Linked DNA regions of Pan troglodytes: region 2 is linked to region 1. The links are chromatin contacts, called in public HiChIP or PLAC-seq maps. All regions are on one chromosome and are shown on one strand. The core of a region is the stretch at or near the end of the contact, and the rest is flanking DNA. Distances in the headings are between cores, read along the strand shown.

Region 1 (3,271 bases), core at 303-2,802:
CACGCTGGGGGAACTTGGGGCAGGGCTGTTGCTGTTTCCCTAACCCTGGCCCATTGAGGAATTGGGGTGCAGGGGTGGCGTTCTAGATTCAGATAGAATCTGACAGCCAGATAGCCAGCAGGGTTTCTGAGTGTTTTGTTTTGTTTTGTTTGTTTGTTTGTTTGTTTGTTTTTGAGATGGAGTCTCACTTTGCCGCCCAGGCTGGAGTGCAGTGGCCCGATGTCTGCTCACTGAAACTTCTGCCTCCCGGGTTCAGGTGATTCTCCCGCCTCAGCCTCCTGAGTAGCTGGGACTACAGCCACGTGCTGCCATGCCCAGCTAATTTTTTGTATTTTTAGTAGAGACGGGGTTTCACCGTGTTAGCCAGGATGGTCTTGATCTCCTGACCTTGTGATCCGCCCGCCTCAGCCTCCCAAAGAGCTTGGATTACAGGCGTGAGCCACCGTGCCTGGTTTTGTTTTGTTTTTAGACAGGATCTCACTCTGTTGCCCAGGCTGGAGGGCAATAGTGCTCATGGCTCACTGTAGCCTTGACCTCTGGGGCTCAAGCGATCCTCCCACCTTAGCCTCCCACTAGCTAGGACTACAGGTGTGCACCACCATGCCTGGCTAATTTTGTTTGTTTGTTTGTTTGTTTGTTTGTAGAGGTGGGGTCTCACTATTGCCAACTGAACAACCGACATCAGTTGTAGGATTTATCCTGATTTTAAGTGTTAGAAGGTAAAGAAAAAGAAAGCAAAAGAATTGATGAAACGTGATAATTCTTCATCTTTCAGGGTTGTGGGGAGAGGCATAGCCGAAATTCAACAAATATTTGCTGAGTTTAACAGGGCAACCAGATGGGGTGTCTTGTCCGCCTCCAGGCTTGGCACAGGGTAGAAAAATTAAGATTAGAGAGGCAAAGCAACTCTCACAGCCACATTGCCATGAGGGGAAACCCACAGGTCTGGAGAAAACCTGGCTCTAGGTTCCAGAAACAGCAAGTGCGGCCCCGGCGCCACCCCCACCTCCCCCCACCCCCAGCCCGCCCCGCTCCCCTAGGGCTGAGGAGGCTGAGGATAGGTGGGGTGGGGCTATCAGTCAGTCAAGAGGTCCTTTCCCTGCAGACCACAAGGGTGAGCCCCACATCCCTCCCAAGACCCTCTCCCCATCTCACCTGGGAGCAGCAGGCAACCCCATAGCAGGACCAGAAGCCGCATTCTGGGCGCTGGACACCGTGGGAGCAGACGCTGGGAACTGTGAGCTCCTCTTCAGTCACACGGGTCTTTAACTTCCTCTAGTCGCGTGAAACCAGGCCAAGGAAGCGAGGGGAGGGGCGTGTGGGTCATCCCTCCGCAGGCCCAGCCGGGGAGGCGCCTCTGCCTTCCCTTTTCTGAGCGCCCACGCGTGCCTACCCCAGGGCTCACCTTCCAGGACTGAAAACCCACACCAGAGCTTCTCCTAAACTCGTGCCCCTTCAAGGGGGCCTTAACCTGTGGTCCGTGCGCCCTAAGGGGTCTGTAAGTCGAATTCGCATGGGAAAAAGTTACATATTGACTTTCATCAACTTCTAATATTTAGCTTTTCCTCTTATCAGAGTGTACTGTTAGCAGTACCTGCAACTTTGTTACCAATTACAATCACAGACACTGGCACATCAGGTTGTGGATATCTCGAAACGTCGTGTATACCCCTCACTGCTTGGAAAATAATGAGTTCCTAGACCTGCCCCTAGAGCTGGTTATTTACAATAATGAAACGGCTATTATTATATTACACATTTATAAAGAGTTTTAAGAATCATCTCACCAGTATTAGTTTTCTTTCCAGCATATGTATTTTATTTATATATTTACCCGCCATTATACTGAGAGAGGGGTCCATAAACTTCACCAGACTGCCATGTGGTCAGTGGGACAGAAAGAAGCTTGCCCCTGGGGCAAGGCCCCTGGCCCCTCCTCCGCCCTTGCCTTTTGGAGGACGCAGTACTGCCCTTGGCCACGGGGCGGCGGTGCAGACGGGGCTGAGCAAAGCTGTAGGGCTGAGCTGGACCGGATTCCCTGGTGCCTTGGGCCTACAGCGCTGCAAGATAGGTCTCCTCCACGCCTGCGGAGTTGTTTTGGCATTTGAAAAAGTGAATTGGTGGTTTCTCCATCGCAGACTTGAATCCTCCTTGAAAGGACCAAAACAAACATGTACACTATTGGGAGCTCTGACACACTGGCTTCAAAAATGACTTTTTTTTTGGTTTGGTTGCAAAGTTCATACAGGTTGTAAGCAAAATTTTACACAATACAGAACGTAAAAAGGAAAGAAAGAAAAAAGGGAGTGCTTCTTGTAATTCCCCTTCTGCTTTAGAAAAGCACCATTAATATTTTGGCATATATCCTTCCAAATGTTCAGTTGGAATTTTACTGACTTGTCAGGTTAATATCTGAAGCACTAACTCAGTGGTTCTGGGAGGGGAGATTGTGTGTGTGTGAGTCTAGTAACGTGGGGAGAAGTGTTTTAATTTCACAATGACTGCAAAGCACTGCTGCCATTTAGTGGGCAGGGACAGCTGTTCACGGTGGGGAAAACTGTTACCATGATCTCAGCCCCTGACTCTCTTTTACATGTACAGACTACAAAAGGTGATCTGTTTTTGCAGTTTTAAAAAAACACAGATTAAAAAATATTTATGGCCCAGCACGGTGGCTCACGCCTGTCATCCCAGCACTTTGGGAGGCTGAGGCGGGTGGATCACCTGAAGTCGGGAGTTTGAGACCAGCCTGACCAACATGGAGAAACACAGTCTCTACTAAAAATATAAAATTAGCCAGGCATGGTGGTGTATGCCTGTAATCCCAGCTACTCAGGGAGGCTGAGGCAGGAGAATCGCTTGAACTCAGAAGGTGGAGGTTGCGGTGAGCTGAGATCACACCATTGCACTCCAGCCTAGGCAACAAGAGTGAAATTCCATCTAAAAAAAGAAAAAAAAGTATTTGTTTATTTACTTATTTTTGAGACAGGTCTCACTCTTGTTGCCCAAACTGGAGTGCAGTGGCGCCATCACAGCTCACTGCAGCCTCAAACTCCCAGGCTCAAGTGATCCTCCCACCTCAGCCTCCCAAGTAGCTGGCACTACAGGCGTGCACCACTGTTGCCTGGCTAATTTTTTATTTTTAGTAGAGACAGGGTCTTGTTATGTTGTCCAGGCTTTTCTCAAACTCCTGGCTTCATGCGATCCTCCCACGTCGGCCTCCCAAAGTGCTGGGATTACAGGCACGAGCCACCATGCCCCGCCTTAAAGT
Region 2 (3,271 bases), core at 247-2,746, 70 kb after region 1:
AAGGTTGTGCTTTGCCTGTGATTAGAGACGATAACAGGGTAGGCCAGATAATCCAGGGAATTGTTCATCTTCTCTTCCTAGTCTCACTTCAGAAATGAGGTACCCAGACTCCTCTGTGAGGTGCCTAGCTGTCCCCATGACAAGCTGTCATAGTTACCCAGTTATGACATCAGGGACAGGTCCCGGGAAGGGAGTAGGAGCAGCAGAGCATGGCTGGCTGCCTCTGGGCTTGTGTTTTTAATGCTAACCTCGGCTCAAGTCAAGATGAAGGTCAAAGAACTCGAAAGCTTTCCCCCCTGCTTAGAATGCAGATGCTGCCAGCCAACACCAGAAGGAAAGAAGTGGTGCACCGGGAGGGGTGGGCAGGCACGGGGTGGGGTGAGGGATACAGAAATTCCAGCCTTGGTTACACATCTTGGGCTATCAGCTAAGTAGTCTCCACTGCAATAGCTCCCCTGAAGGTGCAAGACCACAAGTTTTGGGGGAGGAGAAAGTTGACCCTAATGATAATCGGATCCAATTCCTTTTGCAAATGAGGAAACTGAAGACCACAGCAGCAGCAACGTTACTCAAGAACCAAGTTGGTGGCAGGACTGGGCTCAGGATGTGGGGTTCCTGAATTCAAGGCCAAATTTGCCCTTTTGCAGGAAGGAAACTGCCAGTTTTTCATGGCAGTAGGGGAGGGCGGCTTTCCTCCAGTACAGAGACTATCTTTTGTACTTAGTGGGAGTTCAGGAAATGCTGAGTGGCTTATGGTGGGCTGGCATCTGCTCCAGGAAGGGCTGCAGAAGTCTGATTTATCTCCACCCCAGCACAGGGTATAGCACCCACTGGGTGCTCAACGCATTTGTTGATGAAGGACTAACACTTATTGAGTGCTCGCCATGCAGTGCTGGGTGCCTTCTTTGAATGTCACATTTAACCCTTCCAGCAACCCTAGAATTAGGTACCATTACTATCCCGCTTTTTTTTTTTTTTTTTTTTTTTCTGCAAACAGGCTCAGGTTAAGTAATTCCTCAGAATTCCAAACCTGACTGCTTTTAAGCACGACGATGACTCTCAATGAATGTTGAAAGCAGATGCGCCGCAGAGTAGGGCTTCTCAGACTTTGATCGTAGGGACCTCCTGGGGTCCGTAAAATGTCCACTCTGATCCAGCAGGGCTGGGCTGGGGCGGGGATTCTGTCAAGCGCCCGGGTGGTGCCTCCACTGCAGGGAGCCGCTCACGAGCCGAACCCGGCGGTCCCTGTAATCATGAAAGACTGAAGCGACCCCTAGGTGTACCCCCGCCACGAAATGTTTATTGGGCCCTGCATTTAATTCAGGGAAGGAAGTTACAGCGCTTGCCAGTTTACAAAGATACACAAACGGCCTGGACCGGGATGGGGCGAGGACCCCTGAGACTCCAGGGCGGTGGCGTCTTCCCCCCGGGACGCGCCCAGGAGTGGCGCGCGGGGCCCCCGCGTCACGGCGCCCGCGCTCCGCAGCTCCCGGAGCCCGGCGGGCCCGCCCCAGGGGCGGGACGGGGCGGCTCCCGGCGCGAGCCCCCGCCCAGCTGACCCGCCGCTCTCCGCCTCGCTTGCTCCTGCCGGGCGTGCAGGGCCCCGCCGCCGCCATGTCGGGCTCGTTCGAGCTCTCGGTGCAGGATCTCAACGACCTGCTCTCGGACGGCAGCGGCTGCTACAGCCTCCCGAGCCAGCCCTGCAACGAGGTCACCCCGCGGATCTACGTGGGCAACGCGTGAGTCCCTTTCGCGAGCCCGGCCCCGCCGTCCCTCTCGGGACGCCCCGCCCACCCGAGGCTGGGGTCGGGGTGTCGCGAGTCTTGGGTTGGGGGAGCCCGGGCGCGATGGCCCCTCCGGGAGCCACAGCGGGGGCTTGGGAGGGGCCTGGAGTCGACGCCTACCCCCGCGCGTGGGGCCAAGGAACTGGAACCCTGCCTGGCCGGGCGCGGCCCTTCCCCGTAGCGGGGTGCACGGAGCCCGGGTGGCGCCTGCCCGGGTCCCAGCCGCCACCCGCTTGGGGCTTGGCCTTGGGCGGGGTCGGGGCTACCATGTTCACTTAACAGGTGGCCCTCGGTCGCCCGGCCGGTCTCCTGCCCGCGCGTCATGTGACAGCTGCCTGGTTCTGCAGTGAGGTCACCGCGGAATGTCTGCCTTCGCCGCCATGGCAACGGGCCGACGTCACAATTCGGGCATGGAATTTTCCCGGCCCGGCAGTCCCGGATCAGGGAACCTAAACACCCCAAACGAGCGAGTCCGGGGAGCTGGGCCGGGATTTCCAGGCCCCCACCTTCCAGATGTGATTTGATTTACAGGAGATTCTAGAACGGTCCAGTGATAACCCCCCTAAGGACCTGAGCCACCACCTAGAAAAGGCTCTTGACCTTTCACCCCCAGGCTCTGTCACCCAGGCTGGAGTGCAATGGCGAGATCTCGGCTCACTGCAACCTCTGCCTCCTGGGTTCAAGCAATTCTCCTGCCTCAGCCTCCCGAGTAGCTGGGATTACAGGCGCCCGCCACCACGCCTGGCTAATTTTTGTATTTTTAGTAGAGACGGGGTTTCACCATATTGGCCAGGCTGGTCTCTTGGCCAGGCTGGTCTCAAACTCCTGACCTCATGATCCGCCCACCTCGGCCTCCAAAAGTGCTGGGATTACAGGCGTGAGCCACCGCACCCGGCCAGTAAGAGATTTTTTTTAATTTAAATTTAAAAATTTTTTTCTAGTAAGAATGTCTAATCAGCAGGAAAGAACCAGTGTTAACATTCTGAGATGTGAAATAGGAGCCACAAGAAAGAATATATTAGCATGCCTGTACAGCCTTGGAAAGGCTCAGGTTGGATTTTCATGATACTCTGAGGACCCAGTTACCAAAATCCTAAGCTTCATGGCTCAGCCCAAGGATGGCATGTTGAAAACTCAAAACTAACCCTCCTCCCATTTTACAGAGGAGGAAATGGTGGCTCAGAGTGTGTGAGGGACTACAAGGACAGGGTCAATGTCTTGTTCATGTATGTATTTCCTGACCTCCGCTATGACCTGCTGTTTAGCCTGCCAAGGACTGCCACGGAAATGGGGGTCATCATGGAACTAGAAGGGGTCCATCAGGCCCCAGCCTCATGGGGACAGTTCTCATCCATTCCATCATTCATTCACCAGTCTGAGCACCTGCTTTATGTCAGGCACTGTACAATGTTCATTCATAGTAGAGATAGTAATAATGATAATTGTAAATTTTTTGAATGTTGAATTATTAATAGTATTAGAGGCCT

Evidence for each region. HiChIP or PLAC-seq counts read pairs in DNA pulled down with a chosen protein or histone mark.
Region 2: a contact with region 1 is called in an H3K4me3 HiChIP or PLAC-seq map of stem cell-derived excitatory neurons, with 3 times the contacts expected there. The contact joins the promoter of DUSP3 here to the promoter of CD300LG in region 1. A contact is called at or near these places in 1 of 7 Hi-C or Micro-C datasets (stem cell-derived neural progenitor cells) and 1 of 1 datasets of contacts at active chromatin or transcription factors (stem cell-derived excitatory neurons).

Annotation. Positions count from the first base shown.
Region 1 is chr19:24,048,462-24,051,732 of NHGRI_mPanTro3-v2.0_pri, forward strand. It overlaps CD300LG (CD300 molecule like family member g), which reads right to left and starts at 1,553. Exons shown (of 8, transcript XM_009432051.3): 1 at 1,156-1,553. The coding sequence starts at 1,198.
Region 2 is chr19:24,118,937-24,122,207 of NHGRI_mPanTro3-v2.0_pri, forward strand. DUSP3 (dual specificity phosphatase 3) reads left to right here and starts at 1,497. Exons shown (of 3, transcript XM_016931727.3): 1 at 1,497-1,739. The coding sequence starts at 1,615. It overlaps CFAP97D1 (CFAP97 domain containing 1), which reads right to left and starts at 2,148. Exons shown (of 7, transcript XM_001153338.6): 1 at 2,051-2,148; 2 at 1-1,245. The coding sequence starts at 68.